Regions from separate parts of the Mus musculus genome. Here all the other regions are linked to region 2. The links are chromatin contacts, called in public promoter capture Hi-C maps. All regions are on one chromosome and are shown on one strand. Each heading gives the region's core, a stretch centred on a gene start, on an enhancer-like site or on the middle of the called end of the contact. The rest is flanking DNA. Distances are from core to core; before and after follow the strand shown.

What was found. Promoter capture Hi-C pulls out the DNA fragments that hold promoters and counts their contacts.
Region 1: a contact with region 2 is called in a promoter capture Hi-C map of pre-B cells. The contact joins the promoter of E230016M11Rik here to the promoter of Eif2ak3 in region 2. A contact is called at or near these places in 3 of 39 promoter capture datasets (cranial neural crest, maxillary cranial neural crest and pre-B cells).
Region 3: a promoter capture Hi-C map of pre-B cells shows a contact between it and region 2. The contact joins the promoter of Gng12 here to the promoter of Eif2ak3 in region 2. A contact is called at or near these places in 2 of 39 promoter capture datasets (cranial neural crest and pre-B cells).

The regions. Positions count from the first base shown.
Region 1 is chr6:67,034,971-67,039,062 of GRCm38.p6, reverse strand. E230016M11Rik (RIKEN cDNA E230016M11 gene) reads right to left here and starts at 2,464. Exons shown (of 7, transcript NR_040278.1): 1 at 2,128-2,464. Gadd45a (growth arrest and DNA-damage-inducible 45 alpha) reads left to right here and starts at 1,656. Exons shown (of 4, transcript NM_007836.1): 1 at 1,656-1,862; 2 at 1,952-2,053; 3 at 2,148-2,385; 4 at 3,291-3,967. The coding sequence starts at 1,819. The coding sequence ends at 3,404.
Region 2 is chr6:70,841,520-70,846,062 of GRCm38.p6, reverse strand. Eif2ak3 (eukaryotic translation initiation factor 2 alpha kinase 3) reads right to left here and starts at 1,548. Exons shown (of 17, transcript NM_010121.3): 1 at 1,042-1,548. The coding sequence starts at 1,337.
Region 3 is chr6:66,894,887-66,899,363 of GRCm38.p6, reverse strand. It overlaps Gng12 (guanine nucleotide binding protein (G protein), gamma 12), which reads right to left and starts at 2,967. Exons shown (of 5, transcript NM_025278.5): 1 at 2,837-2,967. 4930597O21Rik (a long non-coding RNA gene) reads left to right here. Exons shown (of 3, transcript XR_003956381.1): 2 at 2,347-3,319; 3 at 4,204-4,477.

The DNA.
Region 1 (4,092 bases), core at 1,215-3,714, 3.8 Mb after region 2:
GATTCTTTAACAAAGCATCGCCATTTAAAGCTTTAAGGCGTAAGTATGAGGTACACAGCACCCAGGGTAAGTCATACACTGACATTTGCTCCTTTACTCAACTTTTGTCTCTTGGGGACATCTCCAATAAGTGAACTAGAAAACCAACCTATAAATTATCCATTAAGTTAAGATTAAGAGAATTTGAAAATATTTTGTCCACAAGAATAAAAACTTGCCGGGTATGGTGGCGCACGCCTTTAATCCCAGCACTCGGGAGGCAGAGGCAGACGGATTTCTAAGTTCGAGGCCAGCCTGGTCTACAAAGTGAGTTCCAAGACAGTCAGGACTACACAGAGAAACCCTGTCTCGAAAAACCACCCCTCCCCCCGCAAAAAAAATCTTAAGGATAACTCACATGTACCTCTGCAAAATTTACTTCTGTAACTGTAAGCTACCCAGTGACCTCAATATTAGCACTGTTAAGAATGCAAGCATATGGGCTGCAATTTCACCACTCTCCGTGACTAGTAGGTTCAGGCAATGCTTTTGTATTTACTGAATAAGCTCATAAAACAAAGAGAGTTTTGAGCTATCCAGTAAAAGTTTGCATTAAAAATTGTTTTTACTTTGTAACTCCTGCTTGCAGTTACGAGGGTTTGCCTTCTACCTACAAGTTGCTATTATCTCAAAGGTGAAATTTGAGCACATGGCTAAAATGTACTACAGTTACAGCTTCATGATTCAGCTTCAGTAATTCAGAGTGAGCTCATAGACAGTAAAGGTGGTGTCATACTCTTCTGCCTGTGATGGGACGCTCAGGGAACATCGTGAGCACCTCGAATTTCCATGATGGCACCTCTGAATACCACAGAATTTCTCTCTTAGCTCTTACTTGATCAGAAGGAGCCTTCTTCAGGAAGGATTCTAAGAACGGTGAATTTGGCTCGTTAAACATGCGATCACCAGCTCCCCACCTTACATGGAGTAGGCAGAAATTTCACCAACTTTTTGTGGAAAAGATTCCAACTTGGTACTGTGCCACCACTACACACAAATGCGATTTTTTTTTTTTTTTTCTTCTCCCTGGAGTTTCAAATTCTCACAACCAACCAAAACCAAATCAAACCAGCCATCAGGGCACCAAAAGACTACTACTGGGAATAAGCAGGTTTACCTGAAACTTGCATATAAACACTGAAGCAAGCTTTGCCCGGCATGTCTGGACACTTAAAAATATGCTTACTAACAACAGCTAGACTGGAGTGCATTAATCCCTGGAAGTAAAATTTAAAAAGCAGCCCCTTAACACAAAGGGCACGAAACGACAATCAAAAGATGTCCACAACCAGAAAAACAATTGGCAGGCTGTTTCAGTCAGAGCTGAGGACACTTGAACCACTGCAAAGCCCTCCGCACCAGAAGGCTCCACAAACTACCTAGAGCTGGCTCAGGACCCCACCAACCGGGTTTCAGCACCACCTTCGTCCCGTGGGCTCCCTCCCGCGTAGCTCCGCCCCTTTCCGCTCAACTCTGCCTTGCTTTGGTGGAGCGAGGGTCTGGGTGTCAACGTCTGCTAATTTGCATAACCCAATGGCCTGACTGCATGCAAATGAAGCTGGACCTGGTTGGCTGAGGGCTAGCCCCATATCTCCGGAATCGGGCCCTTTGTCCTCCAGTGGCCCCGAGGCAGCAGTGCAGAGTTCCCCAGCGAGGCTAGGCGAGCAGCCGGCCGGCCGGAGCGGAGAAGGGAGGGTGGGAGCGAGCGCAGAGCCGGCGCCGCGCACTGTGGGGGCCAGGAGCAGCCCGCGCGCCGAGGGAGGGACTCGCACTTGCAATATGACTTTGGAGGAATTCTCGGCTGCAGAGCAGAAGACCGAAAGGTAAGTGTGCCTGCCGACTCGGTGGCCGCCGCCCCTCCCGCCTCGCGTCCGGGGACCCGGCTGACCCGCTCTCACCCTGCCGCCCGCAGGATGGACACGGTGGGCGATGCCCTGGAGGAAGTGCTCAGCAAGGCTCGGAGTCAGCGCACCATTACGGTCGGCGTGTACGAGGCTGCCAAGCTGCTCAACGTGTAAGTGGCCCGCGTTCCCCGCTCGCCCACCCACCCGCCTCTACCCCGCGCCCCCCTGAGCGTATGCAACTCACCGCTGCCCCGCTGCCCGCAGAGACCCCGATAACGTGGTACTGTGCCTGCTGGCTGCTGACGAAGACGACGACCGGGATGTGGCTCTGCAGATCCATTTCACCCTCATCCGTGCGTTCTGCTGCGAGAACGACATCAACATCCTGCGGGTCAGCAACCCGGGTCGGCTAGCTGAGCTGCTGCTACTGGAGAACGACGCGGGCCCGGCGGAGAGCGGGGGCGCCGCGCAGACCCCGGACCTGCACTGTGTGCTGGTGACGGTAAGAGACCCGGGGCTGCAGCCCAGAATCTGCTGGGGTGGACCTTGTCCGAGCTGAACGCTGATCTCGCGGGGGTTGTGATAGGGTACGGAGCGTGTCTAAGCTCGTGGGTGGCCTCCAGCGGCGGAAGATATCCCTGTGAGTCAGCAAGCTGCCCAGCTGCTACCTCTGCTTACCTCTGCACAACCTCGCGTGGCTAATTCTTTGAGCAGAACAGATTAGATAAAGCCAAATAAATTCCCGGTTTACCCTTCGTTAAGAAGTTAGCTTCATTCTTCATTTGCTGTCAAAGCTAAAGGTAGAAGTGGTGTAGGAGACAGACCTTATTAATTCCCTGGATATAGATAGATACTCTGAAGTGTACCGAGTGGAATTCTTTTCTTTGCTGCTCTTGAGTTTGTTTAAACGAGCTCCCTCCTCCCCACCGCTTAAAAATGTGTGGTGGGTTGATAGTGTTTTCAGAAAGAACCGTGCTGTCTAGGTCTTCTGGTTTTTTGTTTTTGTACTCTTTCTCTTCTGACTTGTGTAGGGAAGTGACTGCCTGGTTACTTGTTGCTGCCAGTAAAATGTGCTATTCATCGTCAGGGAAGATAAGAGTTCAGCAGCTGCCTGCCCTGCAGCCCTCACCGTGCACACAGCCTGAGAATGCTTTTCAGGAGTCTTTTACTTATGACCCACCAGGGTACATGCTTGGAAGGGAGGTCTTAAGAATGGTAACCTCATGCAGAATGGGGTAGTTAATATGCAAAACTCTGTGTAGTTCCGTGCACGTTACAGGTGTTTAGACTATGCTAGATGCTGTTTTTAACAGAATGTTCGGGGTTTGGCCCTTTCAAAAGTAGCACAATTAGTAGCAGAAGCTGATTATTTTCCGGGGAAGTAATTTTTTCAAAATCTGTTCACAGAACCCACATTCATCACAATGGAAGGATCCTGCCTTAAGTCAACTTATTTGTTTTTGCCGGGAAAGTCGCTACATGGATCAGTGGGTGCCCGTGATTAATCTCCCGGAACGGTGATGGCATCCGAATGGAAATAACTGAACCAAATTGCACTGAAGTTTTGAAATACCTTTGTAGTTACTCAAGCAGTCACTCCCCACGCTGATGCAAGGATTACAGAAACTGATGTCAAGGGGCCGAGTTCAACTGCACGAGGGCTCAGAGATGACTTTGCAGAGGGAGAGAGAGGTGAGCCTGAAGAAGGAAGCTGCGAGAAAAGAGAAATCCAAGGCAAAAGGGACAAAAACTACAAAGCACTGCAAGAAAGAAAACTGCTAATTTAGGATGGCCAGGTTACTTTCAAATAAGCCAAATATTGCTTTGTTGAAACTTTAAATGTATAGCAATAGTTTGGGTATTTTTTTTCTTTTTTTTTTTTGGTCTTTATGCCCTCAAATAAAAGGAAAGTAAAAGAGGATTAATCATATTTTCAAGCCACAGTTTAAATGTATTTTGATGAGATGTTAAATTCTCAGAAGTTTTATTATAAATCTTACTAAGTTATTTTATGATGTGAAAGGTTATTTATGATAAAGTTTTTGAAGCACATTATCTAAAATAAACTGGTATGGAATAATTGTGTCATTTCTCAACGTGTGGTTTGTGTTTTACAATATTGATTATTGGACATTCTATTGAAGCTTTGCTGTATTTTACACTAGGCAGGAAGATGGTGGGGGGGGGCGGTTGTAGAGGGTCGGGGTAA
Region 2 (4,543 bases), core at 299-2,798:
ACTTCGTGTAATTTACTCTTCACAGCTGTTTCACTCATCTAGGAGAGTTCATACATTCGCAAATAGATGAAATTGTATTCTTTATTACTTAAACATTCTTAAATATAACTATTCAAATGGTGTATGGAGAATTTTAGGGCTTGCCCTGTTTATTTCTGGTAATCACTGGGTACCTAGATCAAGGTTCTGATACTTTTTATAATCTATAACTACTATGTTACAAACTTAGATATGTTCTAATTTAGATGCAGCTCTTAATTTACCTAATGCTCTTTTAGCATTCTTTCTATTAAATAGTGCCACTTTCTCCACACATGCTATCTGAAAAATACTTTATTAAAGTATTTTACATTCTGTGCAGACTTTGAAAATTGCTTTAAAACTTGTCTCTTGAATTTGTATGTTTATAAGGCTAAGAAATCCAACTGAAATAAACTATGCTAACCCCCTTTAAATATCAAAAAGCTGCTAGGATAAAAGAACCCAAGCACACTCCTTAAACTTTAACCTCTAAGTGTGTTCGGAGCTCTTGAGAGTGCTTGTTCTTACCCAGAAAAGGTCTGGTTTAGTAAAACCGGGGCGGAGCCTAGAAAACTGTCCATTTAACCAGCATCCCCCTGGTAATTCTGATGCAGGTGTTCCCGCATATCTCAATTAGAGAAACAGAAAATCAAAACCCTCGACCAGGAGCCACAACAGACTTGTATTTGAAGGATAAATGTAGGCATCTCTTTTGAAAGTCGTTTTACCTGTCGCAACAGAATCAGGACAGAACGAGTCAAGTATTTGGGAATGGGAGTGTAAAGTGCATATGGTTAAAGCCCGAAAACAATGAAAGCGGGGAAGTGACTTTCTTCCCTAAGCCGGGTGTTGCATTCTCCAGGCATCCCTCATCCTCCTTTAAAGATGCTGTTGCCCTCCCACAGCCAGGACCAGGCAGGCGCTCAGAGTGGGACAGGAAGGTGTCGCGGCTCTCTGCTTTGTCCGCAGTCACTCGCATCCCTGCGAGAGGTGCCCCGACCCTAGTTCCCAACCTCTCACCTGCCGCGAGGCCGCAGTTCCACGTCGTCATCGGGCTCCGTCGCGCGTGACTCCGGTTCGCCAGCGGCAGCCGGCAATGCCTCGGCGTCCTCCACGGTCACTTCGGCCGTTGCCACCGCAGGCACCCGCGCGGCCGAAGTCGGGGCGGCCGCTGCCCCTAAGCCAAACACTGTCTCCGACGCGGGAGCAAGCAAACTGCGGGCGGGCGCGACCGCCGAGATCCCCGCCGCGCAGCCCAGCAGCAGGAACAGAAGCAGCAGCAGCGCGCGCGGCCCGGGCCGGGTGGCGCGCTCCATCAGCGGCCCGCCCCACGCGCGGGCATGGAGACCCTGCCGTCGGCGCCCGCCCGTCTCGCCGCTCGGAGCCTCGGAGCACTGCGAGCGCGCGCCACGGACCCCGCCGCCTCTCGACTTCGCGCCGCAGCAGCAGAGCTGCCCGGCCACGTCTCAGCCACTGCCACCTGAGTGACAGCCTTGTGCAGACATCGCCCATTGAGCGAGGGTTCCGTGCGTCTGCTCTGCGATTGGTTGCGCGCCTTGCCACTCCGAGCCAGGCAGACGCGTTCCTTGTTGTCAACATTATACCTACCAATCAAATTGTAGTTTTCCCTGTGGCAGTCCGGCCCTTTTCCGGGAACGACGGCCAATGAGAAATGCCCCTCCCCAGAGTCTTCTTAGGCGATTGGTGAATCATTTCAGTTCCCTAATGCCACTTCTGGAACGGATTGGTCCATTCCCTGATTGGCCTCGCCCCTCAAAGTGAGGCGCTGGGAAAAGCTTGGAGATTATTGGTGAAAGTGGATGCTCCTCAAAGGCCTGAGCTAACTGCTTCTTGATTGGTTGGAAGCGGCACTTAGTACGTGGCCGATTCTGAGTGTGAAGAGGACCGTCCCCTGTGAAAGGAAGAAGAGTGGAAAGGAGTCCCGGGTGGCCGGGAGGTGGCTGATCTTAAAGGGATAGATGCTTTTGCTATTCCCAAGCCGAATTTATTTGGAAAGAAGGGATGAGAGTTGGGGGAAAGTGACTGCACAGGTCATGTGTCCTTAGAAGTTCAGGAGTTGCCCAATTTGTGGCTAGGAAGGTATTAAGAATTACAATTACAGCTTTGATAGAGATGACAGTGATCTGTAGAACAGATAACCCAGAGCGCCCGGAACGCCTCTTAACCTGTTTATAAAGGAGGATCCCAGGCCTGGCGCACTTGAAGTAATCTGCACAAGGTCACACAGTCACAAAAATTTATTAAGTCTCCCGGTTGGTTTGGCATGCTTTACACTGCCCTCAGGAGAAATAGAACGACAACGACCAAAGTGGGGAAGGTTCAAATGTTTGACCAAAGCGTTTAAAATTCTCTTAAAGTAGTTGCGAATACCCTGAAGATTTCAGAGCTGGTGTGTGGAAGAGTAAGAAGTTGCATCCTTCAGCAGTGTACTCAGAACACCAACCAAACACTGGGAAGATTTTTAATGATGTTGGCAGTTTGTGTACGCTGGTCTCCATCTGCATGAAGCACACTTAATTTCCACTCAGCCCCAATCCCTATAAACCCATTTCTCCCTTTAGTTCTCACCACATTCCTTCTCTCTTCTGTACAACAAATCTCTAAAGCGCCTTGTCTTCCTGTCCTCTCTCATCTCACACACACTGCACAGGCATTAGTATTCCTCAGCTCCACCCAGATTGCTCTGATTCACTCACATGGTTTTAATAAATTCGAAGAGGAGTCCCGTTTTTCCTCCTAAGTGTCCTCCACTGTGGAACTCAGCCTTTCCTCTATGAGACATTTTGTCCCTTGTTTTCCTGCTTCCCTACAGGGCAGGATATGACCTTCAACTTACCCTGTGTTGCTTAGGATGAAAGCCAAGGACCGGAAGTTCTTGCCCTGTATATTAATTCTCCAGGGCTGTCATAGCAAATTCCCTCTAGCATATGTGTTCTAGAGGCTAGAATTCCTCCATCGGGAGCCATCAGAATCGAGTTCTTCTGAGGCCCCTTTTGGTTTGTTAGATGGCTACTCTATTGCTTCTTCATGTGAACTTTCCTCTGCTCATATGGTCCCTTTCTCTTTTTATTTATTTTTAAAGATTCCATTTTAAGCTCGTATGTATACTGGTACTGTTGTGTCTGGAAGAAACTCTTCCCTTGGAGTTACCTGCTACCTATGACTCTGACAATCTTCCCATCTTTTCTGTGCAAAACACAGCCTTGTGGGGAGAGGTTTGATACAGATATCCTATTTAGGACTGAGAGCTCCAGAGTACCCAACTTTCTGTATATTGTTCAGTTGAGGATCTCTTTGTTAATTTCTGTCTTTATTGCAAGAAGCCGCTTCTCTGATGAGGGTGAATGGTGCTCTACTGACGATATAGCAATATGTCATCAGTAGTCGCTTTATTGCTATGTCCTTATAACAATAATAATAGTAGATTTGCCCCTAAGTATGTGACTGTCTAGTTTCAGGTTTTCACTACAATGTCAGCATCAGCTATGGGTTCTACCTTATGGAGTGGGCCTTAAATCCAATCAAAAAGTGATTGGCCACTCCCAGAACATCGGTGCCACTAATGTGTACATGGACTCAACAGAAACTGACAGCATACAAAAGATCTGCACAGGCTGGAACCAGACCAAAACCCAGCACTGACAGTGGTCGGTGGATACAAAGTCCCGCCCCTAAGCAAGACACTATTTGCAAGATAACTGCTGGGAAAGGGAAAATTAGTTTTCTCCAATGGAGTTTCACTGGGTAGTACATCAGCCACACTCCAGGGTGGGCCCATGCCTAGGAGTACTTACCTGGTTAAGACAAAGCATATGCTAATTTTTTGTGCTTTTTGTTTTGTTTTAGAGGTCTTTATCTTAATTTTTTTCCAGTTTGCTTGTCTGCTTTAATTTTTGGTGTTTTTTTTCCCTCCTGTTTTTGTTTTTATTTTAGAAAGAAAACCTGAAGTTGGGTGAGTAGGAGGTGAGGAGGAATTGGAGCGGGGAGAATACCATTTTATTTATTTATTTATTTATTTATTTATTTATTTATTTATGTGTGTGTGTAAATTTTAATGTGAAAATTTTCACTTTAATTATTTTTAAAATGTGTGTATGTGGGTCTCTGTGTAGGTTTGTATGTGTGAGCGCACGCAGTGCCTGTGGAGGTCAGAAGAAGGCATATGATCCCCGGAGCTGGAGGTACAGGTGGTTCTGAGCTGCTTGATGTGAATGCTGGGAACCAAAGTATTGTCCTGTGCAAGAGCAATGCACACTTTTAAACACTTTGCAACTTCTCCTTCCTTTCTTTTTATTCTTGGTAAAACATTAGCTATACTGGATTAGAACCCACACTGGGGTTTCAGGTTAACTTAATCATATCCTGGGAGCTCTTACATCCAAATTGTGTTCTGAGATACTAGGGGTTAGGATTTCAGCATACAGATGTAGTGGGGAGGGACAGAGTTCAATATAAAACATCTGGACACCCACAAGATGTGTTTTCATGCTATTCAAAGTTA
Region 3 (4,477 bases), core at 1,718-4,217, 3.9 Mb after region 2:
CTCTTGGATCACATCTTTTCAAACTTTAACAGTCGTTCTTGATTAAAGACAAATGTTACTTCTGGGCTTATTTATTTATTTAATTTCCTATCCAAGGTTAATAAATGTAACTATTTAAAATAAAAATTCTTTTTAAACTTAAAAAGCAACTTATGTTCCTAATTGCCTAGCATTAAATACTATGTATTTAACAACATCAAAAGCATTATTAAAATTATTGGCCCATCAATCATTTTCATACTGCCATGGGTAAAACAGGACATACAAGCTTATACACACTTATTCACATACATACATTCACACATACATACACACACACAATCTGCTCAACCTTTAGTTTTTTTGTTTTTTTTTTTAAAGCAAGATATCACTCTAATATACGCTAGTTTAGAACTTATTATGTTGTCCAAACTGGCTTTGAACTCAGAGCAATTCTCCTGTCTCGGCTTTGCCAACTGCTGAGATTACAGGTGTGAGTTACCCTGCCAGCACTCATCACTCTTTGGAACTTAAAATGGTGGCATCTTGCATTTCCAGAAGGTTCTACCTATTATCATTTATCAAGTAACCTGCTGTGTAAACTAGATTAAAAAGAAAAGTGATCATTCTAAGCCCTTTATGTAGGTTAGTTTCAGTCTGTTTTTTTCAAAGACTAATTGATACACTTTCATCAAAACACTACAAGTAGAGACCACTGTTACTCCTGCTTACAAATCGGATTGAAAAGGGCTAAATAACATTCTCATCCTGGAGTGTCTGACAAGAAAGCCTACACAGCAAACCACTGTTAAGTACCTTCCCCTCTCAGTCAAGCTCAGAAAACTACTTCTAGAACTTCACCTTCCTATAAGGCTTACACTAAAATGAAACAAACAACAGCAAAAGCTAGTTAAAACACAGCGTAGTAAGTGAGATCGTTCTGACTTTTTTTTCCTACTAGAGAGAGGTTTGGAATAAAAATTATTGGGCATTAGCTAACTTTTTTCTGAAAAATTTTTTTTTTTACTGTGGGGCCCTTTGCTCTCATCACCTGAACGCCATGTGTGTTCTGTAACCTATGACAACAGCAACCCAACTGTCAAGAGATTTGTCTTTCAAATAAGCTCAGAGCTTTCTGCACCTCCTCTGTATACCACACTTGTCGTCTCCTGAGAAGCACAGATCCTTATTCTTATAGGGTTCTATACAAATCTAAGAGCTGCACACTGTGCTGGGTTCTACACAGTAACGTGCTTGTGCTCAATCCAGCTGCATTGTACTTAGTGTTCAGCATTCACTGGACTTCACCCAGGACTTTATGGTGCTGGCTGACTGTTAAGAGAGGCAAAGGATCTGAATATTTTATCTAAACGCCCACTTAGCAATCTACAATTGATTGCTTTTTAAAATGTGGTGGGGAGGAAAGAGGTGATCAGTGGGAGGGGCTTGAAAGAGAGGGTAAGGGGGTACACGTGTACGAAACAGACAAAATATAGAGAAAATATAAAAATATGTGAGGACCATATGCTTATTTATTGGAAAATGACCCTGCTGACATATACATTTTTGTTCTAAAAGGGGAGGGTGGCCCTCCTTTCTTGAAAGTGACTGCTTGATCATAGTAAATTTAACCTTACTGTTCTCCAGTGACTGCTTTCCCAGCTTCCCTGGGGAAGGGCTGGAATCCGGAGGTAATTTACATCCATGGTTTGAAGTGCCAAGCAATGGTGCAGCAGGGTGACCAGCACTCTCAAAACACAGCCAAGCTATTGCTTTAAACATTGAGAACACACAGACACAGAGCCTGGCTCTGACAACATCCAAAAGATTCATTATAGACAATCTATTCAGGAGACGCTACGATCGCCCCAGGAAATATAAACAGTGTCTAAAGAGCAGTGGGGAGAGGAAATAACTGACCGGAATGAGACGAATCATGTGAAGTCCGTCCAACAAGGCCTAAGACATCCCCAGTGTTTCCACTTGGAGCTGCGTTTAAACGTGCCCTGGCACATGGGCACAGATCTCCCCTCCAGCTCAAGCGTGGGGCTGCGTCCTTTCCTACCCACTTGTTTGTGCACAGCCACGCCCGCACAGGAGGACCACGAGACCACAGGCCTCGGCAGATCCTTCCAGCTGATTTCCAGTTGCTTAAAGTTTAACAAGAATCACGGCTCCCTTTGTGAAAGTTAAGTCAAGTTTACAAGGCATCCACAGACTTAAAAGGATAAACGAGTGTCAGGAGACACTAGCAATGGCGTCTTAAAATGAAGTTTAATTGACAGGCCCTAACTAAAATAAAGAGGAGTTTTTTAAACCCACGGGCTAAGCTTCAGGCGCTACATTTAAAAAAAAATATAAAAAAAGCACACAAGGCTCAAGTTTGAACTCCGACCTTCCTGTTCCAGTCACCGCCGCAGGGTCCCTCGTGAAGTGTCACCCGAATTCTCTCCACGATCAGCTCCTTACCCGCCGCCACCCCCCTGTGAAGACCCAGTACCGAGGCTGCCAACCCACGCGCGTCTAGAGATCGGAGGAGGGGCGTGCGTGGCGGCTCCGACCGGCTCCTCCCGCACCACCGCGACCTGGCGGCTTTTCCCGGGCCTTCCTCCGGCGGGGCGAGGCCGAGCGAGGCAGCTACGGAGACCCAGCCTCAGGGGCCACTCGCGCCCCAGCGGGCTCTCGCGTCTGTGGGCCCCGGCTGGCCTCGCTCCCACTCCCCTTCCGCGGCCCAGAGCGCCCGCAGCACGCGCTTCCTTCCTCCGCTCCCTAGCTCCAGCCCGCTGCCAGCCCGCGGGACCCACAGGCGGCCCCGAAGTAGCGGCGACCGCCCCGCCCCGTCCGGTCCCGGCGCTACCTTGGCACTCACTCTTCGCCGTCGTCGCCGCCGCCGCCGCTGCTGCCGCCGCCTGGGAGTCCGGCTCTCCGCGCTCCCGGGACCGCCCGACCTCTCCTCCCTACTCCGCTCCAGCTCCTCCCCTCGCGCGTGGGCGGGGCGCACGGCCCGGTGGGCGGGGCTGTCGCCGCCACCCCCTCCGCTCTGGCCCACGGGCATGGGACGTGGTCGCCGCGCCCAACTGCGGCCGTCGGGGGTCAGGACACGCGTGCCCGCGGCTGGGTTGGTGCAGCTCGCTGCGGTGCGGTGGGCCCGGGCAACCACGCGAGGCCACCACCATACATCACCACCAGGACCACACACCGCAGTCCCCAGGCTGCGAAGATGAGCTCTGCCAAACCCCACACAAAAGTGGGGCTCTGATCCAGAAAGGTCTGAGGAAACGGCCACCGTCATATTTAAAGGACTCTGGGGCAACAGGGAGGTTGTTTCCCAGAAATGGAGGTAAAGCCAGATTATTGAATGTCCCAGACCGGACAGAGTACTGCATAATAAATTAATTGGACAGGTTGTTTTTTTGTTTTGTTTTGTTTTGTTTTGTTTTGTAAGCATTTAGAGTTTGGCAGGTTGAAGGGCTAGTTTTGCTTCCACAAAAGCTGCTTACAGCCATTCAACAAAACGAAGCACCTGTTGTGTGGGGTCAAGCATTATGCTAAATGTGATAGGAGATACCATCAACCTGAGGGGGACTTGCTTAAGTCCTGTAGAGATGGATGTACAGAAATGGTAACACTCAGCAGTTGGCTAGAGTACTCCAAGGTGTGAGTCACTAATAATCATCGTGATCTCTTTTTAAAATGATGCTACTATTGGGTGAGAGCAGGGGTCAGTAATTGGACTCAGTGCCAAGGAAGGGAGGGAGGGAGGGAGGGAGGGAGGGAGGGAGGGAGGGAGGGAGGGAGGGAAGGAAGGAAGGAAGGAAGGAAGGAAGGAAGGAAGGAAGGAAGGAAGGAAGGAAGGAAGGAAGGAAGGGGAAGGAAGGACGGTGGGAGGGAAACATGTTGGGGGTTGGGGGTGGCAGAGTAGGAGGGGAAGTTGGGTGTGATCAGGATACCTGTATGAAATTGTCAAAGAATAAATAAAATATATTATTTAAAAGATCAAACAGAAATAAATAAGTACTAGCATTGGATGAGGATGCACTGTTGAGTGGGTCTTGGGGATGCTGGGATCTAGGTACTGAATCCCACTGAAGGCTTTAAATTCACTCCTGTTTGCACTCTTACTCAAGAATGCCTTGCTTGGCCAGTGTGGTCTGAGCAGCCTCCAGAGGATGTTCTTGTTGAGGTACAAACCACAGCCTGCCTTTTATTTCCTACTTTCTACAGTGTTAGGAAACACTTGGCTGATTCAGATCGTGACAGTTTGAAGATGCACCCTAAACAGAATGGCCAGACACAAGAATGGACTATTATGGTTGTGATTTCCACCTCTGGATCATTATATAGCCCAGTTAAGTACTTCATGTACTTTTAATTTTTCTCTCACTAATCTGTGGCAAAAACAAGCAAAGTGGCTCGTTGAAGAATGTCTGGCTTCTCAAATTGTATCCACCGATTAGTCTTTAAACAGTTATCTGCATATGGAGAGAACAGAAATCCA